Linked DNA regions of Mus musculus: region 1 is linked to region 2. The links are chromatin contacts, called in public Hi-C maps. All regions are on one chromosome and are shown on one strand. The core of a region is the stretch at or near the end of the contact, and the rest is flanking DNA. Distances in the headings are between cores, read along the strand shown. Region 1 has its middle 52 kb from the start of Gm39448. Region 2 overlaps Gm39447 (a long non-coding RNA gene).

What was found. Hi-C and Micro-C count contacts between places; a contact is called where the count stands out from the background.
Region 1: a contact with region 2 is called in a Hi-C map of CD8 T cells, with 2.0 times the contacts expected there. The contact joins two enhancer-like sites. A contact is called at or near these places in 9 of 484 Hi-C or Micro-C datasets (CD4 T cells, CD8 T cells, ECoMG-derived neutrophils and 4 more) and 1 of 115 datasets of contacts at active chromatin or transcription factors (memory CD8 T cells).

The regions. Positions count from the first base shown.
Region 1 is chr9:115,603,933-115,610,565 of GRCm38.p6, reverse strand. No RefSeq gene overlaps it. Among named protein-coding and RNA genes, the nearest start is that of Gm39448, 52 kb to the left of the region's middle. Within about 2 kb of position 1,960, at least 44 of the 459 cell types and tissues checked have an H3K27ac peak or open chromatin away from gene starts, as enhancers often do. A contact at or near this core is called in CD8 T cells, where this site is marked.
Region 2 is chr9:115,463,427-115,470,419 of GRCm38.p6, reverse strand. All of the region lies in intron 1 of Gm39447 (a long non-coding RNA gene), which reads right to left. Among named protein-coding and RNA genes, the nearest start is that of Gm39447, 16 kb to the right of the region's middle. Within about 2 kb of position 1,584, at least 16 of the 459 cell types and tissues checked have an H3K27ac peak or open chromatin away from gene starts, as enhancers often do. A contact at or near this core is called in CD8 T cells, where this site is marked.

The sequences.
Region 1 (6,633 bases), core at 711-3,210, 140 kb before region 2:
TAGTGTATAGGCACACAGATCCCCGATTAAGTCAAAGCATCCCAACATCAACCTACAACCTTTGTTCCATCCCCAGCACCCACATGGCAGAAGGGGAAGACATAAGCCCCGCAACCTATCCTCTGACCTCCATATGCTCACCATGATAGGCACCCACATGCATGTGCTCACATGTGTGCACACTTACAACTGAAGACATGTAATAGAAAGGAAATGCTGGTACGAAAATAAAATGGTTTCTCGTAAACACCTGGAAGGATTGAAGGACCAGACTGGGGAGCGGCTGGTAGAGTCTGTGTCCTGTTGCCGTTTCTGATCTCATTGTTGTAACCACAGGAAAAATCTGCTTTGGCTCACAGGAGAGAGCACGTTCCATCACAGCAACAAAGGCACCGAGGACTTCAGGATGGGGGAAGCATGCAGCAGACACTGCAGGCATCTTAAAAGGTCAAGAAATAATGCAGACAGGAAGTGGAACCAGTCTGTAAAACCTCAAGGCCCACCTCCAGAGACACACTTCCTCCACGGAGGCTTCCATTCCTAAACACTCTACAACCTTGAAACAGCAATACCAACTAGGAACCACCAAATATTCAAATGCACCCATGAGCCTGTGGGAGACATTTCTTATTCAAAAGACAAGAAGTGACTATGCCAATTCTGTCTGGGGGCAGACAAACCAGGACTAGTAGACTTTGAGATCTGTGCAAGCTAAGTGAAGCCAGGGACCAGGAAGACAGGCCAAAGACAAAAGCCATGTTATCAACATGCTAAATGAGAGTGTGGGAAGGGTGTCATGTTGTCTACTTCAATTTTGTTACTGTGATGAATATCCTTGTCAAAAGCAACTTACAGGAGGAAAGGAATTATTATACCTTACAATTCCATAGTGTGGTCCATCACTGCGGGAAAGTCACGGAGACAGGAACTCAAAGTAGCTAGCTACATGCACAGTCAAAAATAAAGAGAAACAAAACCCAAGCATGCCTAGTCCTCAGCTTGCTCTCTCTACTCTTCCCCAATCCATGACACGACACGAGAGTTCTAGGTTGTGTCAAACATACTATTAGAGATAACCATCATACATGCATTTGAGATACTAAGACCAGTCAAATGGAAGGTAAGAGAAGAGTTGTCTCTAGAAAATTAATTAGAGGGAATTCAATAAAATAAATATGCAGAACAGGAAGTGGTTATGGTCATCTGTGGGAGTAGTAGGCCTCTGGTCACCACATGAAGCTTTGAAGGGAATTCTACATTGTAGTGGGGGAGGAGGATTAGATGTACGTTAGCCATGTTCTTTGCCCATAATTCCATTGGATTCAGGGATAAAGTCATCCTGTAGATCTCAGCTTTCCAGAGTTGCCAGTCAGTCCCAAGTTGCTAGACAGTATCTCTACCCAACACCTACGGCCCCACCTGGCAGACTCTATCTCTGGTTTCTGTTTCCTCTTGCTGCTAAACTCTCAGCTTCTCAGATGACCAGCTGGAAGGGGTGCAGGTTCTAGAAAGAAGAGGCATGTGTATCTCCATGCCAGTGGGGAAGCAGGCCAGAGTGAGCATCCTCCATCCTGCACACCCAGAAACTTACAACTAGTATAGCTCAACCTGGTATGCCCTTCCACGGGGGACCTCATTCTCTTCTGGTACTTCTGGGCCTAGCCAATAAGGCTGTCCTGGCCCGCATCCAGACTCTAAATCTAACCTTTGGGGACTGCCCCATGGGCTGACAATCCTACCTCTGGAAACCCTGAGGTACCTCGTGGAAAGTACACCCAACATTCACCAAAACCGGAGGAGGCAGGGTTTCTCCTCTCCCTTAGAAAACCTTCTGTGATCCAGAGCCCCAGCTGGCTGGCCCGTCCAGAACCGCTGCCCCGGCTGCTCTTCCCCCTCTTACTCATTCTGTCACCCACTCAGGAAGGCGCTCTTTCTATGAAGGCCTGCTGAAGTTGTGCTGAACCACAACTTCCTCCTCTAAGGTGACCCTTGGATCTCTGACATCCCCAAGTTGTTCCACAGTTCTCCAAACACTGAGAAATGACTGTGCTCATGTGCCCCAGCATCAGAGCCCTCCCCTGACCAGCTGCTGTCTAGGGGTGGGGGTTGGGGTGGGGTATAGAGAAGGGCTGTCTCCAGTAAATCCATCAGAGGGAGTTTAAGAAAATAAAAATGCAGACCAGGAAGTTAGACTGGGGACCCAGCGGCACTTCAGTTAAGGGCTGTATTATATTAAGCATCTGTTAGATAGCAGGGTGTATTAGTATGCATGGCAGTGTCATGTTAACAACCTACACAGTTTTTAACTCATGCTCCACGGTGTATATTTGCCAGCCTCACTGGTATTTTTGTGCACGCTAGGAAACCAACATTGGATAATTCTTTCCTGTGCCAAGACCTGTTTAAATGCACTACAGTGCACAGGAGCTAAGCCAACCACACACCTCCTTAGTCACCCTATCTCTGAATACCAGACAACTGTGCATTTAACACATTCAAAAATAAAACAGAAAGGAGAGAGAGAGAGAGAGAGAGGGAGGAAGGGAGGGAGGGAGGGAGGAAGGAAGGAAGGAAGGAAGGAAGGAAGGAAGGAAGGAAGGAAGGAAGGAAGGAAGGAAGGAAGGAAGGCAGGTAGGCAACCCTTGAGAGGGGCAACACTTCAGTTCTTGTACCAAAAGAGAGAGAGAGAGAGAGAGAGAGAGAGAGAGAGAGAGAGAATTGAGTCTGTTAGAGGTCATGTGACTTACCCATGAGCACTTGGGAGCTAAAATTAAAATCCAGGTCCTAACTCTGCTGTCCAGCTTAGAAGGCAGAACATCCAAGTGACATTTTAGAAAATCTGCCCAAAAGAAGACCCCGGCTTATTGGTATGGAATCCCCCCGTGAAATAATTGCTTGCCCACTACACAGTGGCATCTGCTGAGCTCTGCCCACAGGTGTCCTTGGCATGGGGGAGCCCATGACGGGAAGCAAGCATCTTCATTTGTTTTCCGTTGCTGTGATAAACACCAGGAGAGGAGAGCCTCTTGGGAGAGGAAGGGGCTTGCTTCAGATTACACCTGCAGATCTCTGTCCACCACTGACGGAAGCTGGGACAGGACCTCCATAGGTCAGAAGCAGAGGAGGAACACTGCTTTCCGGCTTCCTCCCTCTGGCTGATGCTCATCCTGGTTTCTCATACACCCAGAACCAACTGCCAAGGAGGACAGCCATTGTCTACCGAGGGCTGGGCCCCTCCCACATCAATCAACAATCAAGACAATTGCCCACAGATATAACTGCAGGCCAACGAGATCTGGGCAATACCTCAGCTGAGAGGCCCTGTCTCTTCTCAGGTAACTCTTGTTTGTGGCAAGTTGACAGCAAAAGCTCACTGTGACAGAAAGTTTGTGAGACCAGCGTGCAAAGCCCAAGCCTATGCTAGACAGTCAGTACAAGGTCACTTTGGACTGATGGTCCAGCTCTGCTGAAATGAAAGGAGACCAAGTCCAGGGGATCTCATAGAACAAAACACTGGATCGTACACAAGCCTGATTCAGAACTGGAACAGAGCTTGAACCACGCATGCTCCGTGAACCAGTGTGTGCTTCATCAACTTCACCCACTTGCTTTCCCCACGCTGGTTCACAGATCTCCTCTCGCAATGAAAGGAATAAAACGTTTACAGCCCTTGGGAACACCAAAGAAGCAGAACCACGCTTGAGGCTAGAGGAACGGAGGCAGCCTCCTCTTCAGTCTACCCAACCACAACAAAACAGTCCTCGGCCCGACACTATGTACCATGGACTCTGTGCCGGTTGTTTTTGAAAACTGGAAGTGTAAATTTGAGGCTAGTGTGTGGTCTGTGTGTCCTTGGGCAAGCTATTATTCTTTCTGAACCTCTGCTGCGGAGGAAACACCATTCTGGGAGCACTGAGTGATGCCTAGGGACACAGCACCACAGTACTCCACCCTTAGAGCATTTTCAAAGGTGGATGGATATTCAGAGGTTAACATCTCTGAGTGGGATTGCTTCTGTCTCAAAGGGCAGAACTTGAGGTAGTTCTCACTGACGTATGATGCACCAGGCAAAGGAGCCCACCTACCAACTACACAATCTAAACCCCTAATTTTGGCTTTTTTCCCCATTAAATTTGTTTAGATATTTTATTTTATTTTATTTTATTTTATATACTTGAGTGGTTTGCCTGCGTGCATGCATCTGTACCACCTGTGGGCCTGGTGCAAACAGAAGTTAGATATCAGATCTTCTGGAACTGTAGCCACAGCCTGCTGTGAACCACCATGTGAGTGCCAGGAACTGAACCCAGGTCCTTTGGAAGAACAGCAAGTGCTCTTAACCACTGAGTCATCTCTCCATTCCCTGGACTTTTTATTCATTTATTTTCAAACCACCTTAACCTGCCTCGACACATAGGAAAAGCCTAATGCAGATCACAGATATAAAAATGCAGGCGCAAGAAGGTGGCTTCACAGCTTAAAATAAATACTGCTTTTGCACAGGACTGGAGTTCAGTTCTCAACACCCAAGTCAAGTGGCTCAAAAATCCAGCTTCAAGGGATCTAGCACCCTCTTCTGGCTTCTTCTGACACCTGCACTCACGTGTGTACACCTTTCTGCCCCAACATGAACACACTTAAAAATAAAACAAATCTTTATATAAATATCATCAACTCTTATATGATATTAAAATGCCATTATTTATTGTGACTGGACTCATGATAAGCCAACCTCCTCCCTCCCCAGCAGGTGCACACTTACCCTCTCAGAGCCAACTGAGCCTCGATGTTGGAAAGGAAAGCTAGGTACCCTCTTCTTTGTGTCAACACCATTTACTGGAAAGTATGATTAATATCAGAGACACTGTAACAGCTGCTGCTGGGGGGTGAGCTGCTCCTATCGCCAGTGTCAAGAGCTGGGCTGCTCATGTATTTATGCATACGGATGACAACCAGGGAAAGCAATTAGGACTTGGGCATCTGTGCTTTTGTGATTCCTGCTCGATGGACTGGGCAGTGGGACTCAGTGAAACCCATGACGACAGTTGCTAACTGCTGACTGTCTTCTGTCCCGCCTCCCCGCTATGGTTCAGGTTCACTGTCTCTTGTTATGCCAAACAAGTCAGGTTTGTGCCCCCAACTGCTCATCTGCTCCCTTTCATGGGCCAATCCACAGCTTGGATCAAGCAGCAGGCATGCTACAGGAGAAAGCTGGAAAATAGCGGGTGGAGGGCATTCTGAAGTCTTTCCGGGGCTCTTTCCAGCTATCAATTAGCGAGGCCCTGCAACAGGAGGAAAAGTAGGTCAGTATTATCATCCCAGCTCCGAGGATGAGAAAACAGACTTAAGAAGAATGGCTCGCCCAGGGCTAAGCCATGGATCAGAAGAGCTGAGGCAGAAAGTGATGGAAGAGTCCCCAACTCAGAACCCTTAGCCAAGTGTGTGCTTACTTAGCATGCAGAAGGTGGTCCGTAAATGAGCCAAACCCACAGCGTAAGTCTTAAATTGATACACGAATCCCCTCCTGAGTACAGGGGCAGATTCTAGGTCCAATACAGACCCTGAAGCCAGTGTGTGTGTGTGTGTGTGTGTGTGTGTGTGGTGGTTGTTCTTGCAGTGGTTTTATTTATTTATTTTGTTTTGTTTTGTTTTGTTTTTCTTGTGTACATGCTTCTCCAAGCTGGGAAAAATACAAGGAACGGCCTTTGGATGCCTAACAACTGGGAAGAGATGGGGAGGTAATCTGATGTTCACAGTAGACTTTGCTTTGACTATCTAACATCTGAATAGTATTCTTGCTAGGCGACAAAGAGAGCCTGGCAGGGCCCCCAACCCTTCCCCCACTGCATAATCCCATGGAAGGCACATTAGCTCCCTTGTCACATCTCAGGGTAGATGTGCTCTGTGAAGAGGGAGCAAGGTCAAGGCTTGAGGTCCAGTAGCCACAGGCAGTGTGCCCAGTGGGGTGGCACAGTTCTCAGGAATCCATTCCCATGGCAAACCCTTGGCTGTCTCTTACTTCCCTTGCCCCCACCCCCGGGTCTCCACACTGGTTTTCCTATCCAGTTCAATAAACTCTTTGTGCCTTAAATTAACCGTACTCTCTTGAATTGTTCCTAAGTTCAACTAGTACAGTTTCTGACCTAGAAACAGAAGTATTTGCCAAGCTGAACCCCAATTGCCAGCTTCAGATTCCTGTACCCTGCTGATGGGAGCAGACACACGGAAGAAATGTACCATGAAGGACAACTGGGCAGAAATGGACGTGTCTTAGGACCCAGTTCTTCAGATAAACAAACATATTGTTCTACAGATATACATGCAAAAATGACTTCTATATAAAGTCACTTTGCATATGTGTGTCCACATGCAATAGTAATGGCATGATGTTAAAAAGTCTCCCACAGTCTATCAGGAGAGGGCTCGCTGGGTAAATTACAGAACACCATACAGAGTTACTGAATTCTTTTTTTTTGTAAATGAGAGTGTTTCTGTGTGTCAGAAAAAGCAAAATAAGTCACAGGCTCAGAGTAATGAGTATAATATTCTATCTTTTATACAAGCAGGAAAAACATAAGAATCCACATTTTCTTACTTAAATAAACATAAAGCCACCAAGCAAGTTATAGAAGA
Region 2 (6,993 bases), core at 335-2,834:
CCTTAGCTAGCTTTCTTATACACGCCAGTACCACTGCCCAGGGGTGGCACCACCTATAGTGGGCTGGGACCTCCTATGTCAATCAGCCATTAAGAAAATGCCTCACAGGCATGCCCACAGACCAATCAGATCTGGGTGAGTCTTTAGTTAAGGTTCCTCTTCCCCATATGGCTTTAGGTGTCACGTTAACAACTCTACCCATAACAAAAGTTATGCCTTGACCCAGCTTTCTACTAAGCCCCAGATTCTAAAGCTTCAATTATCTTGAAATAGTACCTATGGGCTTTTGGGGAACAGTCAAGATCTATGTTGTATCAAGCAGAGTTTAAATTCAAATCCAGCACAACCCCAATGGTCTTGCAGAAAAGACTTTGTTTCTACAACTGAAAATGTCCCTAGCTCTACCACCACCCTGTCAATTCTCTGGCCTCTGGGAACCACCTCCTTGGAATTTGCTATTTCTAGATGTGGCCCAGTCCCTTGTGGAGTACACTTGTGCCCTTCAACAAAGCTTTGTTCTCTGTGGTTCCACCTGACAGCTCCCTGACTTGATTCAAGATAGAGTGTGGGAAATTCTGTGCTTCTACAGTTCTCTACAAAGAGATTTTTTTTAACTTGTAAAATGTCTGTGATGGCTGGTCTCAGCTGTCAGTTTGATGAGATTCAGAATCACCTCCAGGGAGGTGGACCCCTGGGATACTTTTGAGAGGTTCATTGGTTGGGTTCATTGAGAAGGGAAGGCATAGCCCACAGTGGGCAGTACCATTCCCTAGGCTGAAATCCTGGACTACATAAGAAGGAAAAAGTAAGCTGAGCACAAGCATTCATGAACCTCTGCTTCTTGACTTTGGATATGATGTAACCAGCTGCCTCATTTCCTGCAGTTTTGACTTCCCTGTGATGACTTACAGTAGCCTCCAACATGATCCAAGATGAACCCTTTCCCCCTTAAGTTGCTCTTGTCCTAGTATTTTATCACAGCAACAGGAAGAGTAAGAAAATAGTCCACTCTCTCCTGCTATCTCAATAGCTAATACAGCTGAGTGCCAGGCTGAGGTAGAATTGTGGGGTACTTTTTTGGTAGAAAGAGTGTCTGGGATTTTTCCTCGTGTGTGTGTGTGTGTGTGTGTGTGTGTGTGTGTGTGTGTGTGTGTGTGTGTGTGTAGCCAAGGTTGATACAAGGAATCATAATCATTCTTCCACCTTATTCATTTTGGCAGGTCTCTCAATCAAACTCAGAGCTCACTGATACAGCTAGTCTCACTAGCCAGCTTGCAAAGGGAATCCCTTGTCTCTACCTCCTGAGGCTCATATAGTAACCAGGCTCCCACACACACCTGGCATCTTATGTGGGCTCTGGGGATCCAGTGAGCCATCTCTCAGCTCTTGTATTATTTTTTGAGACAGGTCTAACCTTAACCTTGCCATCCTCAGGCCTTCGACTCTCCAGTTCTGAGGTTATAGCTAAACTACTGGGCTAGCTTTCTAAAACGATTTGTGAAACTCCATTTACACAGAGCCCAGAGATGGCTCAACATCTTTCTTTAGATGCATACATACTTAACACTTCACTCACAGCTGTAGCTCTACAACAGGAAAACCACATAACAACAATGAAAACTGAGCCCAGTGAGCTTCACAAAGCTTTCATGGTTTTCTTAATACCACAGTTAAAAAACAAAACAAAACAACAACCAAAACAAACAAAAAAAAAACACATAGGTCTTAGAAGAAGAAAAAAACAACCTTTGAAGTGCTAAGTATGTGAAGTTACTCAGGCAAGATGCCTATTACAGCTTGTGTTATGGTAGATTGCTTAATCAAATCAAAATACAAATGTTCAACCACCTAGAGAATACAATGGCACGGAAATTACTCATTCATAAAAATCTAATTTCTGCATCCACTCAACTTAAAAATATGACCCTAGGAATTGTAACCATGTCTTTTCAATCTGGACAAATGCATTATGGCTTCAACAGCAGCTTCTAGAGAATTCTGAATGTCTTAGAAGGAACAGCAAAGACCTCATTGCCCCGGCTCAGATCTCCAGAGGGCACTGCCTTGGGGACTGATTTAGCCCTGGAAGACTCTTTCCTTAGCAGTTAGGGTGACCTTCAGCTCTTAATTAAGAGTCACATTAATTAAGGACAGTGTCTTGGTGGACAGATGTTCATCAGAGCCAATAAGGCATGGAAGGACAGACAAACTCACCCTAAAAGTATAATGGGGCTTGGGGCGATGGCTCCGTTAGGAAGGCCATTCTGTACAAGCATGAGAACTGAGTTCAGTGCCCAGACCCATGAGAAAACTTCAGATGTGGTGCAGCACATTTGTAATCCTCGTGCTGACGAGGCAGAACAGGGAGTTTCCTGGGGCTCATTGGCCAGCCAGTCTAGGCGAATCAGTGAGGTCCATACACAAGACAGCATTCCTGTCTCAAAGACACAAGATGGACAGGCTGGAGAAACAGTTCAGCAGGCGAGCTGCTTGTCGTGCAAGCACAAGGACCCATGTTCAGATCCTCAGCACCCATGTGACTATAAGGTAGATGTGCTGGGTCATCCGTAGTCCCAACACTTGGAGGATAATCGCAAGGGATACCTGGACCAAGTTGACTAGCTAGATTAGCAGTGGGTTCTCTTTCAATTGAGAGACTATGCCTCAATGAGTAAGGTAAAGAATAATCAAGGAAGACCCTTGATGTCAGCCTTGAGCCTCTACACACATGTGCACATACATTCATGTATACCCACATACATGTAAACATGCATATACACATGCATGCATACCACACAGATACATGCAAAAAGGATTAATTGGTTAACTAATTAATAGAAAAATTGAGAGGCCCTCATTTTGTTAACCTAAAAACATCATGTGTATGAATATGGGCATGTGAGACAGTTGTCTTCAGGGACCAGAAGAGGACATCTGGGTCCCCTGGAGATAGAGGTACAGGCTGCTGTGAGTTGCCTGTCATGGGGTCAGAGAAACAAGTGTAGGTCCTCCGAAAAAGCAGCCCATGCATTTAACTGCTACACGATCTATCCAGCCACATCCCAGACTTTTATAAAAGGGTTTTGATGACATCAGAGAAAAGGCTCTCTGGAGTGCTTGAACTTTCCTTTCTGCTCCTTGGGTTTCTCTCTCTCTCCATCCCTCATCTCAGAACTGTAAAGATGCTCCTCTGAGACTGGCATATTCATTTCTACAGTATGGACCATCGAACTGCCCATCTGTTAAGGGGTGGTGCCCATGTCGACAGTGTGGGAAGCTATTGGACCTTTGAAGGTGGGGCCTTATATCAAAGTCCTTATGTCACAGGAGGGGGACCTTGCAGGGGACTAGAGGTGTTTTAGTTACTTCTGTATTGTGATAAACCACTGTGTCCATGATGGTTTATAGAAGGAAGGGTTTATGGTTGGGGGTCTCCACAACATAAGGAACTCTATTAAAGGGTTGCAGCATTAGGAAAGTTGAGAACCACTGCTCTAGCACAGTTAGCCAAAGTACATTCCTTTACTTTGTAAGTAGTGTACGGCAGGCATTGCCTCAGTGGTGCAAGGCTGACGGACACGCTCATGCACACGTTTTTTTAATGCAGTCCTTAAGAGCTCTTCACCTCTCACGCAACTTTCAGACTCTTTTGGCTTGATGCCTCTCGGATTCATCTCTTTCTGAATATGTGTCCTTGTGCTGTGACACTGCCAGTCTCCTGTGGATGCTGAAGAGCCGCCTTTCCTCCAACCCCACCTGGGGAAGGACCTTTCCCGCTCCCTTCACAATTCGCCTCCAGGCTCAGCATTTCTGATCGCTTCTTCTGAAGGCTGCCCCCATCGAAAGCTTCCCCAGGCTTCCTCATTTCTCTCAGTATTTCTCAGTACAGAAATTTGACTTTTTCTCTATCTAGGCCAGAAAGAAAGTATGTCAAACTCTTTCTCCCTCACTTACAACTTATTTTCTTTCTCTAAGGAAGCTATTATCCTCACTGAAGGTAGAGCCAGGATCTCTTCCTCCAGAGACATCAGCCATGGCCAGCCCTTCTAAAATGACCACTAAGGGTACAGTGTGGCCTTGGCACATACCCCCGTAGTGCCAGGGATTGGCAAAGAACAGCTTTTGGTTTTTTAGAGCTCTATTGATCCCAGCAAAGGCACGAACACCTCATGGAGTGCTCTGCTGGGCAGGCAAGCCAACTGGAACACACCAGCATCAGGAGGAGCAAGCCATGGATAAGGATCTTCCTTCCCACTCTCCTCCCTACCTTTCTGCCTTCTGCTGCTAGTCCTCTTCCTCCCACTCACCTCTCCCTCCTCCCACTCATGTCCTCCTCCTCCTACCCTAGTCCCCCTCCTCCCACTCTGGCACTCTCCTCCCACTCATGTTCCCCTCCTCCCACTCTGGCCCTCTCCTCCCACCCTAGTCCCCCTCCTCCCACTTACATCTCCTCCTCCCAGTCATGTCCCCCTCCTCCCACTCATGTCCCCCTCCTCCCACTCTGGCCCCCTCCTCGCACTTACATCCCCTCCTCCCAGTCATGTCTCCCTCCTCTCACTCTAGCCCGCTTCTGCTTTAACATCACCTATGTTCTGATATCCTCCTTTTTCTTTTCTATCCCCTCCCCAACTCTTCCTTAACCCCCTCATGGTCTCCTTTCTGCTTTCTTAACCTGAACCCTCCATACACTCATGTATGTGCAAAACCACTGAAACCTAGGGTCCACGTGCGAGAGAAAACATGTGATGTTCGCCTTTCTGACACTTTACTGAAGATACTAATTTCCAGTCCCAGCCATTCACATGTCCACATTCAGTTCTCATTGTGGCTGAATACTCCCGTGTGTCTCTGTGGAACTTTCCTCGTCCATCATCTGAACATGGACGCTGGCTGCTCCCACCCTGGGCCACCGCGACTGCAGCTGTAGCACATCTCTGCAAGCGTCTCAGTGGTCAGACTTGGGGTCCTCTGGGTCTCAACCTGTGAGTGGCGTAGCTGGCTCAAATGGCCATTCTATTTTCAGTTTCTTTTTATTTTTCTAGTTGGAAATTATTTAAATTCTCCACCAGAAGAAAACAGGTGTGTCAATCATGGGGAATCCAATAATAAAACCCCATAGACTGATATCTACGGTCATTCTAAGGAAAAGGCATAACCCTTAATACAGATGTTACATTTTTAAGAAAACTGAAACGAGGTAATTGATATCAAGTGGCTATATATTATTAATATGTATTATTAATATATATTAGAAGGTTCTGAGTATATGAATGTGTGCTGGGAAGAAGACCGACAAATGAATTTCTTGAGTCACCAATATGGCAGTTTCAAATCCCTTCTTATTTCTTTTTTTTGTGTGTGTGTGATTTCTTTTTTTTAATATTTTTTTATTACGTATTTTCCTCAATTACATTTCCAATGCTATCCCAAAAGTCCCCCATACCCTCCCCCCACTCCCCTACCCACCTATTCCCACTTTTTGGCCCTGGCTTTCCCCTGTACTGGGGCATATAAAGTTTGCGTATCCAATGGGCCTCTCTTTCCAGTGATGGCCGACTAGGCCATCTTTTGATACATATACAGCTAGACTCAAGAGCTCCGGGGTACTGGTTAGTTCATAATGTTGTTGCACCTACAGGGTTGCAGATCTCTTTAGCTCCTTGGATACTTTCTCTAGCTCCTCCATTGGGGGCCCTGTGCTCCATCCAATAGCTGACTGTGAGCATCCACTTATGTGTTTGCTAGGCCCCGGCCTAGTCTCACAAGAGACAGCTATATCAGGGTCCTTTCACCAAACGCTTGCTAGTGTATGCAATGGTCTCATCATTTGGAGGCTAATTATGGGATGGATCCCTGGATATGGCAGTCTCAAGATGGTCTATCCTTTTGTCTCAGCTCCAAACTTTGTCTCTGTAACTCCTTCCATGGGTGATTGTTTCCAATTCTAAGAAGGGGCAAAGTGTCCACACTTTGGTCTTCGTTCTTCTTCAGTTTCATGTGTTTCACAAATTGTCTCTAATATCTCGGGTATACTAAGTTTCTGGGCTAATATCCACTTATCAGTGAGTACATATCATTTGAGTTCTTTTGTGATTGTGTTACCTCACTCAGGATGATGCCCTCCAGGTCCAACCATTTGCCTAGGAATTTCATAAATTCATTCTTTTTAATAGCTGAGTAGTACTCCATTGTGTAAATGTACCACAATTTTGTATCCATTCCTCTGTTGAGGGGCATCTGGGTTCTTTCCAGCTTCTGGCTATTATAAATAAGGCTGCTATGAACATAGTGGAGCATGTGTCCTTCTTACCCGTTGGAACATCTTCTAGATATATGCCCAGGAGAGGTATTGCAGGATCCTCTGGTAGTGCTATGTCCAATTTTCTGAGATTTCCAGAGTGGTTGTACAAGCTTGCAATCCCACCAACAATGAAGGAGTGTTCCTCTTTCTCCACATCCTCACCAGCATCTGCTGTCACCTGAATTTTTGATCTTAGCCATTCTGACTGGTGTGAGATGGAATCTCAGGGTTGTTTTGATTTGCATTTCTCTGATGATTAAGGATGCTGAGCATTTTTTCAGGTGCTTCTCAGCCATTCGGTATTCCTCAGATGAGAATTCGTTGTTTAGCTCTGAGCCCCATCTTTAATGGGGTTATTTGATTTTCTGGAGTCCACCTTCTTGAGTTCTTTATATATATTGGATATTAGTCCCCTATCTGATTTAGGATAGGTAAAGATCCTTTCCCAATTTGTTGGTGGCCTTTTTGTCTTATTGACGGTGTCTTTTGCCTTGCAGAAGCTTTGCAGTTTCATGAGGTCCCATTTGTCAATTCTTGATCTTACAGCACAAGCCATTGCTGTTCTATTCAGGAATTTTTGCCCTGTGCCCACTTTCTCCTCTATAAGTTTCAGTGTCTCTGGTTGTCTTTCTTCCACTGGATGGTTTTAGCTCCCTTGTCGAAGATCAAGTAACCATAGGTGTGTGGGTTCA